Linked DNA regions of Arachis hypogaea: region 1 is linked to region 2. The links are chromatin contacts, called in public Hi-C maps. All regions are on one chromosome and are shown on one strand. Each heading gives the region's core, a stretch centred on a gene start, on an enhancer-like site or on the middle of the called end of the contact. The rest is flanking DNA. Distances are from core to core; before and after follow the strand shown. Region 1 holds the start of LOC112715751. Region 2 holds the start of LOC112715743 (probable inactive receptor kinase At5g58300).

The links. A called contact is a pair of places that touch in the nucleus more often than the background predicts.
Region 1: a contact with region 2 is called in a Hi-C map of leaf, with 3 times the contacts expected there. The contact joins the promoter of LOC112715751 here to the promoter of LOC112715743 in region 2. A contact is called at or near these places in 2 of 8 Hi-C or Micro-C datasets (both in leaf).

Annotation. Positions count from the first base shown.
Region 1 is chr10:78,551,108-78,557,027 of arahy.Tifrunner.gnm2.J5K5, forward strand. It overlaps LOC112715751, which reads left to right and starts at 1,936. Exons shown (of 8, transcript XM_025767569.3): 1 at 1,936-3,480; 2 at 4,162-4,238; 3 at 4,362-4,527; 4 at 4,994-5,082; 5 at 5,178-5,342; 6 at 5,452-5,529; 7 at 5,668-5,771. The coding sequence starts at 2,799.
Region 2 is chr10:78,283,019-78,289,105 of arahy.Tifrunner.gnm2.J5K5, forward strand. It overlaps LOC112715743 (probable inactive receptor kinase At5g58300), which reads right to left and starts at 2,516. Exons shown (of 3, transcript XM_025767551.3): 1 at 2,154-2,516; 2 at 1-953. The coding sequence starts at 883.

The DNA.
Region 1 (5,920 bases), core at 686-3,185, 270 kb after region 2:
GGTCACATGTTGTCTCAAATTGGTGAGGAAGAAAGACCAAGACTTTGTGGTCTCAGACTCAACAATTGCAAATGCAATAGGAAGTATATTGTTGTTATTGTCTTGTGCCACTGCAATAAGCAAAACACCATCATATTTGCTGTATAAATACGTGTTGTCGACAAAGACGAATGACTTGCAATGCTTGAAAGCCTCCATGCAGGCAGGGAAGGCCCAGAACACCTTATCAAAGATGCTACAGTCACGCACCATAAGGTGCACATCATAGTACGGGACGACCCTTAACTCACATATTGATATGGGACAACAACTCTATAGTGCTTGTAGCAACTTCAACACCTTATTGTATAACTCCTCCCAATCACCATATATCCACGCAATTGCCTTTTGCTTTGGCATCTAGACCTTTCTTTACGAGGGTATGAAGTGATTGCTTTGCCTAACTGCACCTTGTAGAACAAGAATGCTGACAGAGGGGCTGGACTGCATCAATGGCAGGATGACTGCATATGAGACTGTTGTCCAACTGTCGATGGTCTTGAGACATGATAGGTTCCAAACACGTATGCGCTCCTCCAACCCTACGTATGTCCCTAACGAAATAACACATACATGGTTGGCCTTTACACCAAATATAATAATCATAAATGCAAAAATACACCACAGTTAAACCTGAACTCCCCAATATCCGAGAAGACTCCAAAGGCATCCTGCTGCACATTACTGGTAATACACATGGTACTTTAGTTGGTCTGACTCCATAACTCGGTACTTAACACTTTTGCGAATGTTGTAATTCTTTACACCCTGCATTACAACATCTCTGCTTTTGAATCTGTGGCCAATCCGAAACTCAAACATCACCATCTAAGTTGTAGTCATCTTCATCCGTGTTGGAAAATGGGATTTTCTTGTAGATCACATCCAAATTCAATGTATGATAGTGACTGGGTACAGCTGATAATGCAGGAATTTAGGTGTGGGGCAGGTAGAAGATATTCAACTGATGCCTCGACCAGCGTCTTTGGTATAAACTCCTCATCGTCATCATCTTCAGAAGAAGCACTATCGTTGCTATCCACAACATACTCCTCGTCGGAGTCCTCATCATCCACGTCCATGTCTTCCACTGGACTAGCAACGTGTATCGGAGGTAGTGCGAGAGGTGGGTCATCCTGCACAAAATCCGAGTGGCCAGATCTACCGCCACCAACATCACCGACTTCCACAGAAAGCTCCTTTACTTGTTCCGCCATGATTTTCCCATAGATGTCAAACATTGGGCGTACATGTTCATCGCTATGGAGTCAAAATAGCCAAAATCGAAAGACTCCATTTTCTATCAGTGCTAGCAATCTATACCCCACCTTACCACCAACGCTACTCAATATCAGACTCTTCAGCTCAGACAAGGAATTTACTCACCAGGTGCGCAACTGAATGGGATTATCGCACTCAAATAATCATTCCAGTGTCACTGTTTTTTATATGACAATTTGGATACACACTTAGAACCACATATCTATTATTATTAGATAGTTTGGCTTATTTTTTGTAAGAAAAAACGGAAGAAAAGAAGAAGTAAAATGTTTGTGGAGAAATCAAATGGTTGCACACCCTTTTATAACTATTGAAATTTTGTCATAACTATCTCATTACACTATAAATATCATAACTTCACGTATCTCGTTTATAGTGTATACAAAACAAAAATATACGTATTTCGTTTATAGTATCATATAATAAATTTTTGTAAAAATATTAAAAATGATATATTTTGATAAATAAAATATTATTTAAAAATCCTTTGAATAAAAGGTACTTTAGTCATGTGCTAATATATAATTTGAAATAAAAATTTATATATAATTATATTTATATAAAATTAATAGTTAAAAATTATTAATTATTAACTTTGTAATTTGTATAAACACAATTGTTGATTTTTTTTACCGTAATTTGAAAAAAAAAAACATACTTTTCTCTCCAACATTTTGCGTTGTAAATCAGCCAGGCGGCCAGCCTCAGGAGATTTGCCGGGAAGTTCCCCTGACAACTGACAAGTGACAAGAGCTGATTTCGATGTTTGCCAAAAATTAAAAATCGATCTGTAAATTGTTATTTCTAAAATAATTTCTTTACGATTTTCTTCTTTTTCTGTAAAATATCCGGGGGCGATATTTGGTGTTCCCAGTTCATGCGCTGTTGGAAGTTGGAGGTTGGAAGTTGGAACTCGATGTTCTCCGAAAACAAAAAGCGCGTTCCCTCAACCCCTTCTCCACACACACATTTTTTTTTTCATTTCCCTCCTCACCCGCGCCAAGCTTAGTTACCTCCAAAAAACAATGAAAAGTTAAAAAAATAAAAATGAGATCGAAGGTTTGAGTTTCCTGACTTTGACTTTTCGTCTGTCTTTCTTCCCTTGGTCTTCTTCTTTCAGCTCCTGCTCCTTTCTTCACACCTTCATTCCCTAAAATCCATCCTGAATTCCTGACATGAATTATTTTTATTATTACTCTTTTTATCCTTTTCTCATTCTGTAAATTCGCTTAGGCGATGTCTAAGTCTCCTGTCCTATTAATGCATTCACATGCGACGCTGGTTTTTTTTTTTTCAAATTTGATCTCTTCATCTTTCGTAATAAACCCTGCAACTTCTTCTCCAAGTCAGAATAATGATTTTCTTGTATTTGTAAAATCTCTCTTCTAAATTTCACAAGAAGAAGGAGATGAAGAAGAACCCATCAACTAGAGATTAGGTTCATAGAATTAGGGGTTTTCTTCGGGAAGGGGAACAAGATGGATTTTCCTTCTTCTTCTTCTTCTTCTTCTTCTTCTTCTTCTTCTTCTTCTTCTTCTTCTTCTTCTTCTTCTTCTTCTTCTTCTTCTGTAAATAATAACGATATAGATACCAGTGATGTGACTTGGCGTAGTAGCATCAACATCCCCTTAAGATTCCGCACTCCTCTTTCTCTTGTTCTCGAATATTCTGGCATCATGTGCTCAAACCCCGATGTTTCTTCTCCTGCACCTGCACCTGCACCTGCACCTGGAGATGGACCTTCAACAACTCATTTGCGCCCTAGGTCTCAGCTTCAATCTGGTTCTGGTTCTGGTTCTGGTGGTGCCTGCAGTGGGACTGGTGAAGTTCAAATTCGCATAATTGGTACTGGGGACCAAGACAACAATGATGTGATTGGTTCGGTTTCCTCTTCTTCGCAGCTGAGTCGTGTGTCTCGATCGGGCCATCATGAGTGTATTATGGTCAACGGACGGCCGTGGCCGCCGCCGAACATTACCGACCCTGAGACTCGGCACCGGCTGATTCAGGACCCGCCTGTGTACGAGACACCTGCGTCTGAGGTGTATGAGCTTCTTGGTAGTGGTAATAGGAATGTTCAGCAGGCTGTTAAGTGGCTGGAACAGCTTATCCCTTTCTCCCTCTTGCTGTTGGTGGTGTTCATTCGCCAGCATTTGCAAGGTATTATTTGGTTTTCAAGTGATTGATTGTATTGTTTATCAAGTGTTAGTATCATATTATATGATTGGATTTCGATCATATGGCTTAGCTGAACCCAAGTTTCATTGCGTGCGAATTAGAGAAATAGTATGTGCTACACGCTCTGGTATGTTTGTATGCAAGGATATGTGTTTTCAGGACTTTTTGACAGGCTTATGAATATGAACTAATAGCATGGTAGAGTGCTCAAATTTTTAATATTGGTAGCTTGTCAAATGTTATCTGTTAATTCAACGAGAAAAATGCCAGTGTTGGCTGTGTTAATTCAAACATTTTGTGGAATGATCTATGAGGATCATGTAGGGTTGGGTCATTGATTATCAGCACCTCTCCTTTGTAACAAAATTGGAACTTCCATAATCATTATAAAAGTAAAGATGAATTTGTAGAGGTAACTAAGAGATGATGCTTATGCCTTGTGTTTCTAGAATGATCCTTAGATCTTATGTAAAATTCGCTTGGTGAATAAGGAAATGCTTCCTGCTTGATATCTTCATATCAGTGCCTTTTTTACTTCGTTTTTTTTTTCATAGTGTAGACACATTGACAAAATGTTTCTAATATATAGCTTCTGTTTCCTCCATATTTGTACTTTTGAGTTTTTACACCTATCTTATGATATTTGTTGCTGAGAGCATGCAGGTTTCTTTCTCACAATTTATGTATCAGCTGTGCTGCTTAAATCAAATGAGGTGGTTAAGGAACAGACAGCTCTAAAGGTGCTCTACCTAGATTTTTGCATTTCTTTTTAATTCCATTCTCAAATTTGTATCTACCTGAAAATTCCCTTCCCTCCAGTTAAATAGCTTTTGGTGAATCTCAATCCATGTTCTATTTTTCAGGGAGATCGGAAAGTCTCTGTTCTTGTTGGTATCTCAGTTGCCTTCATGCTCCACGTGATAGCCGTTTACTGGTTTCAAAATGATGATCTTTTATACCCAATTGCAATGCTTCCTCCAAAAGAAACACCGCTTTTCTGGCATGCAATATTCACCGTTTTGATCAATGGTAAGTTATTCTGCGTATTCAGTTATTACATATTTGCTGTTCTAGATGGTTGGTTTTATTTACACTAAATAAAGTAGAATTGATATTCACGCTCCTGCCAACTATGGAATTAACATCAATTATGTTTCTTTGAGAATTTTTGGGTTTCATGCAACCTCGGCAGAAAAACCTAGATGGATTCTAAATGAATTGATTGCAATATTAAATGTATTGTTATTAAGTTTTGATACAAGATCTGCGTATCTTTCAGGGAACAATCAAACTTCTTTATGTGTTCTATTATTAATTTATTATTATTATTATTATTTTGTGAGCCGGAGAGAAGAAACTCAATCTACCAAAATTGGTTGCCTTTGTCTTCCATGCTTTCCTTTCATTTCATATTGTTCTAATGTTGTGGGTATCAGAAAAAATTAAGTAAAATTTGGTTCGCAGACATAGTAACAATATATGAATTTACTTTCAGATACATTGGTGCGGCAAGCAGCAATGGCTTTCAAGCTTTTGGTGCTAATTTTCTACAAATGTCGCAGAGGCCCCAGCTTCCGTCGGCAGGTTATTGGCGACTTCCTTATTTTTCCATTAAGCATTTTATTTGTCAATTATAAAATCCTCCTCCACCAATCTGAAAGTGTTGATGTTATTTCAAGGGTCAAATCTTAACTGCGGTTGAGTACGTGTTGCTGTTGTATCGTGCCTTGCTGCCAACACCAGTTTGGTATCGGTTTTTCTTGAACCATGATTATGGAAGTCTCTTTTCATCACTGACCACAGGGTTGTATCTAACATTCAAACTAACGACTTTAGTTGAGAAGGTATGTTTTCATCCTTTAAAATGTTGTTCCTAGTGCCGTGTTTTAAAGATTTATGTGTATAACACTGAAACTAAATGGCTCCATTCCTTCAACCATCTTTATTGATTAGATCCAAAACTTCTTTTCTGCCTTAAGACTATTATCGGGAAGGAAAGTCCAATATGGGGTTTATGCTACAAAGGAACAGGTACACATTCAATCCCTCCAGTTTCTGATTTAATCTTGATCTGTGACAATCACTGTTTCTTTACTCGGTGGTACTTGCATATATCTATCCCTTGGCAATCTTTTCTGAGTGATTCTAAATATAAGTATCTAATTGCAGGTAAAGTCTGCTGGTGACATGTGTGCTATATGCCAGGAGAAGATGCGAGCTCCGCTCTTGTTGCACTGTAAACACTTGTTCTGTGAGGAATGTGTGTCCGAATGGTGAGTTCAGAGTTGACTTATCGAGAGATCAATTATTATTAAGTTAAATAAACTATAGGCTTTTAGAAAATAAAGTGTGCTTCCACATGGATAATTATTCTCACCACTGATATTTTTCGTCAAATGTTTTCTTTATGTTGTGTAAGTAT
Region 2 (6,087 bases), core at 1,266-3,765:
TACTGTCTTTCGGTTTTCGCTTCAAACAGCATATAAAGAACACTAAAACTAGCAGGGAGAGAAATGCAATGCCTCCAATGACAAGAGCAAGTATAGTAGCTAGGCCAAAGTTATTCTTATGATCCTTTTGATCTTGTGTAGTTGATGGAGAGGATGGTTGATACTCAGGGGAAGGAGATGGAGAAGGGGATATCGATGAGCAATTGTTGAGAGGCGGTCCGCATAAGCGCGAGTTACCTACGAAAGAAGTGTAAGGAAATGTCTTAACAGAATTTGGAATTGTTCCGTTCAGGTTATTATAGCTCAAATTCAATTGTTTAAGCCTTGGAAGGTTGAATTCAGGGATAGTTCCAGAAATGTTGTTGTTTTGTAAATACAACCAGGTGAGTCTTCTCAGATTCTGAAATGCTGGTGGAATTCTTCCAGAGAAGGAGTTAAAGGAAACATCGAATGCCACGAGTTTAGGGGAGACAGAGGATGGAATTGGACCTGAGAAATTATTGTGGTGAAGCAGTGCAAATTGGAGTGAAGGAATGGAAACTATGTCAGAAGGAAGATTTCCTTTAAGGCCATTTGAATGAAGGCTAAGGACTCTAAGAGTGTCTAGTTTTCCTAAAGTGTTCTCTGGAATTGAACCGGTTAGTCCAATTCCCGGGAGACGGATGCCGGTGACTCGGGTTCTGTTCGAGTTACAAGTCACACCAATCCATGAGTTGCAAACTGAAGTAGATTCATTCCAGTTTAGCCTTGGTGCATGTGGAACGGCTGAAGCAAACTCTAAGAGAGCTTGTTTGTCAGAGTTTAAATCAGCTACAATCAATTCAAAGAGTGAAACTATGAAGCTTAGAAGGACAAGCACAACGATGAATAACCGCAACTTCATCGAGCTTGCTTTGGTTTGAGTCAGACAAAGATAGTCACAATTTCTGATCTCAACTGTTAATCATGCTTTCCTGGTTTGCATTTGGAAATTGCAGCAAATTATTAGCATATCATACGGCTAGAAAAGTAAAACATGTTCAAGGCTAAAATTAACTATGCTAATCATGAACCTAGTCAAAGTCAGTGATACCTTCAGTTCTGAAAATATGGAACTTTTATAGAAATCATTTAAAACAAGTTTGGCCAACAAATTTTTCTGAAAATTTTATTTTAGTACAGAAAATGATTTTGTTGATGCAGAATGCATCACATATTGCAACTTACCGATAAACAGATTCTGAATAGGGAAAGGGATTTACTTCTTTCAGATGTGGCATTCAGGAATGTTAGTTCATTCAATAGTTAGATGTTATGCTGACTCTAACATTTAATAAAGAAAAAAAAAAGTAAAAAAAAAAAAGCCTAAAGCTAGTTTGTGAACTTTAAATAATGCTGTATTAAAGTGCACTTTCCATTTAGAATAAAGAAATCTCTCTTATAGAAACGGTGCTTAAACGTCTGACAAACAGCCAAGAAGGGAGAAGGGGTTAAAAAATAAATAAATAAAGAGCATTGTGATAATGGAGAATCCTAGATAAAATAGAACTGAAAAAGAAAAAGCTTAAAGCTTGGTTCTCCCCTTGTGCTTTATAAAGAAAAAGCATTCTTTGTTAAAGGTGGAACTGCATTCTCTTAGTTTTAAAAAGAACAATACATAAATCATTGGTGTTGATTTTCCATTTTTGCCACCTATCTGTGGTCAGTGAATGTTGCAGAAAAGTGTCTTGTTTTCAAGCACTGAAATATTTGAGGAACAAGATTAAGACACGTACAAAAACAAAGGATAACTAAAGGGTCAAGCTAGCATTTAGATTAAACAATTCAAAGCAAGCATAACCATCAGAATTTCACTGAAAACAACATGCTGATTCCTTCACTGAATTTAAGCAAGACAAAAAAAGGAATTGAGGATTATACCAACTAACTAAAAAATTCTACTATTGCAATCCTCTTTCTCTTTCTCCATGAATATATATATATATATATATATATATATATATATGGAAATGTATGATTAACAATTCTCTGAGGATCAGGATCCAAGAACAATTAGTATGGTTCAGAACTAGAACAGCTGCAATAATTTATAATTTCATATTGTTACAAGTTAGGAAATGCAAATATTCAAATAGAAAAAATAAAAATTAAATAAAGTGAGGTATTTTACTCACCTTCGTCACAAAACAAATCATATAGTAAAGCAGAACTGTAGAAAATTTTGCGTAGGTATCATGGAATTCAAGAAGAAAGCCAAATTTATAAGCATAAGCCATGAAGATTTTCCATTTTCTATGAAGTGGAGCAGAGAAGAACTTTATATACTGTTGTGCATTAAACACTTGAATGACAAGAAACCTTTTTTGTAATTAAGAGGGAGGTTAGTTTCTCTAAAATTCACTTTTATTTTTATTGCTTCTTCAACACCGTTGGAGTTGGTGGCATAAAGGATTAACTAATAACAACTTAGTTTCTTCTTTTGTCAAGGGATTTATCACACACAACGAGAGCGGGTCATCCAATATAAACCAAGTTCCGAAAACTAGTTTGCTAAAACGACAGCAATAATGGGGAATTCACCGTCTCAGTTTTTTTCAAACTAAGTACTAGTGGATTGATGTGATATGATTTGTTGATTTGAATAATACTACACATCCAAGTCTTTTTGTTAATTAAATTCAACTAAGTTGGTTTAATATAATAAAAAAGTTATAATCAGCATTATTTTTGTTATTATTTAATTTAGTTGGGCTTAGTTTATAAAAGACTTTGTATGTGTAATATTTTTCTGTTATACTTATTTGTACTAAATTTAATATGAGGAATGTTAGGGGATTACCAAGTTTTGTTATTTATAGCTATCAAGTAGTTATTATTGATGTTTTTAACGGTGTGAGATTTCATCCAATAACATAGGATTACTCATTTTTCTTCTGCTAGTTAAGTGCTCATCAGATTTTTAATAAAAGTGATAGTTCCTAAACTTTCTTATTTAATATTGTATTATTAGATTTGATGTAAATTTATTTTATATTATTTTAATATTAAAAATGTATTAACTTAATGAATCACATTATAGAACATTTTTATACATATTATTTTTGTATTTTTACTTTTTAATTTTAAAAATAATTGATAATAATAAAAAAATTGTATCTTATATTATAAAAATATTTACCAATGTAAATAAAAAGATTACAGACCCCATTTTTCTCAAAATATTCTTGAGATGTCAAATTGTTACCGGTGAAAATAGGCAGACACCAGAGGAACATTGGATGGGTTGAGTAGGTGACAAAACCTTATCAAAAGGAAGTACCAAGAGTACAAGAGTAAATGATGATTTTGGTGATATGTCTTTGGACGTGACTATTCAAGAAGACCTTAATAAAGAGAATTCTACTATGAAGAGGGGTTTGTGGAAAGAAATTGATAAATAATGTGTATAATTTATGTTAAAAATTAATAAAAATTAAATGATATATTCTTTTAAAAAAATTCAGTTATTATCTATAAAAGTAAATTTTGGTCTCTTTATTATTTTTCTTTTTCACTATAGTAGACATCACGTGGAGTATTTACCCTCATGAGTGTTACTACTCCTTCCTATCTACAGCAAAGATGGTAATTGACTGGCAGTAATTTCTTCAGCCCAACAAGGGTATGAACCACAGTACAAAATGTCAAAATTTTCAAGAATGACTACACAAATAGTGTCACATTTTTTAGTTTTGACACAGTTAACAAAGAACGCAAATAAATTTATGATACAAAGAATGGTGATATACAGGTTAATGGAGCAAATTGGGAATTTATTTTGGTATGGGGTACAGGCAATTCGGTGGAAGGTATTGTATGGACCAGTGTATTCAAAATTTGCTTTCAAACTATTATGCATGAACATTAATACGAACAAGAGACATCGTAAGACAAGTCACACGCAAATGCACAAATTTTAAATTTTTATAGGATACGAAAATATAACATATATATAAAATATAAAGTACTTTTAGATAAATTATAATAATATTTTGATATTAAAATATAAATTAATATTTTAATTTTTAATATTTTTTAATTATATAAAATATTAAAATATTATTTTATTTTAATAAATAATAATATATACTATTTCTAAACTCATTTTAAAAATACATATTATAAGTTGAATATGTTAACATGTAATGGTATTTATGTGTGTATAAACATGTTTATAAAAGAATTATTTATTTTTTATTAAGACGCAGTTGGACAAAATAAACATCAGATGACTATCAATAAATGTCGTATCCGAAATATATCGGATATGCAGACACAACAATTTAATTAAGTATATATGCTTCATAACCTCTAACGAATTTTCTTTTTATTATATTTTAACAAAGATAGCAATTTGTTCCAAAAAATTCCATTTTGAAATTTTTTTCAAAAGAAAATTGTATGTAAATTTATATGTTTTAAATTAAATATATATTGCAAATCATGTCAACTTTTTTGAATTTCCAATTCACCTCTATATTTTGGAAAATAAACAAAAACCATTGTTTTCCTTTAAATTACAATTTTTCATATATAATTTTTTTAGCTTGTATTTTTTAAATTGTAGATTCAACTATGTTTAAGTGTACACTAATAGATATATATTAAAATACAAAATATATATTAAAAATATGTATTTATATATGTATTATAAATACATAGACTTAATATTTTTGTTGTAGATTCAATTCTTTACTACCAATGAGAACCATTATAACAAGTGATCTATAGATACTTTTATTATAAATTCTCAAAGTCTAAAAATATATGGTAATTCCAGTAAAATAATTTATATCAAGAAGTGGATCTTCTCAATTTTTTTAAAATTATTTAATAAAGTATAATTTTTTATCATTTAATATCTTTTATATATATATATATATATATATATATATATATATATATATATATATATATATATATATATATTGTCCTACTTAAAAAATTTCAAACAATTTAAAAAAATTGAGAAAATCTATTCCCACCTATATCAAATTTGTCGGACAAGATTTTTTCTATACACGAATTCAATCAGCCAAATGATTATGTTATAGGTGCAACCTTTTTTGTGAAAGGAGTAATTACCTATTCAAAAGAGAGGAAAATGATGGATATAATTGCATGCTTTGAATTCATATCCAACCTCAAAATCCATAATATACTGGTCCCCATATAGAGGGATTAATATTTGAGAGGTCACTATGCTCGGCACTTTGGCATTGCATTAACAAAGTAGCTTATAATCTTAGTGGACCATGATTTGATCTCAAATTAAGGTGGTTAACTTATTAATGAATCTAATATTCAGTTCATTATATCAATGCTAATAATAATTTTGATGATGTTTATTACTTAGTTATTGTCATCTTGCAAACTGTTTGGTATTTTGGTTTGACCAAAGAGTTAGGACCTTCACAATTACAAGATAGAAAGACAAGGATGATGGACAGAAATTGAAAATTATAATATATAAAAATTTGGTTAATGTGTGTTTATTTTTGAGAGGACTAGACTTGAGCATTGATATGGGGTCCAAATGTCCAGTAGTGCAAATGAGTTAATACATAAAAGCACCAAGATGGTGGTTGGCTGTTACAGAGAACCAAAGGGAAAATCCTTCCTCTTTTCCACACTAATGTGATAGCTATTAGAATAGGTGGCCTGTCACACGCAAATCATCATGTCAACATTAATATATCACACACAATTTCTCCATATGGAATATTGATGCATGCCTAAAACATAAAATAAAATTGAACAATCAAACTATTTCAAGGGGACTATTAACTAAAGATTAGGCTGTGAAGCAAGTGCCTATGTTGTGACTCCATTTTCTCACTTCTACTTCAGTTGAAGCAGCGGTGCTCGAGAGTCACACAGCTCTTCTAATAAATTCTTATTTTCCTAACAAAGCATTCAATTTCAGTGTGCCAGTCCCATGTGCTTACAACGCTTTCAACTGCTGCTTCTAAGTCGCCTGTCCCAAAATGTAATGTGAAAAACGCTTCACAAAAATGGATAAAAAGAACCTTCACCTACCTTGCTAGAGTGTGAAGTACCTGGCATTTG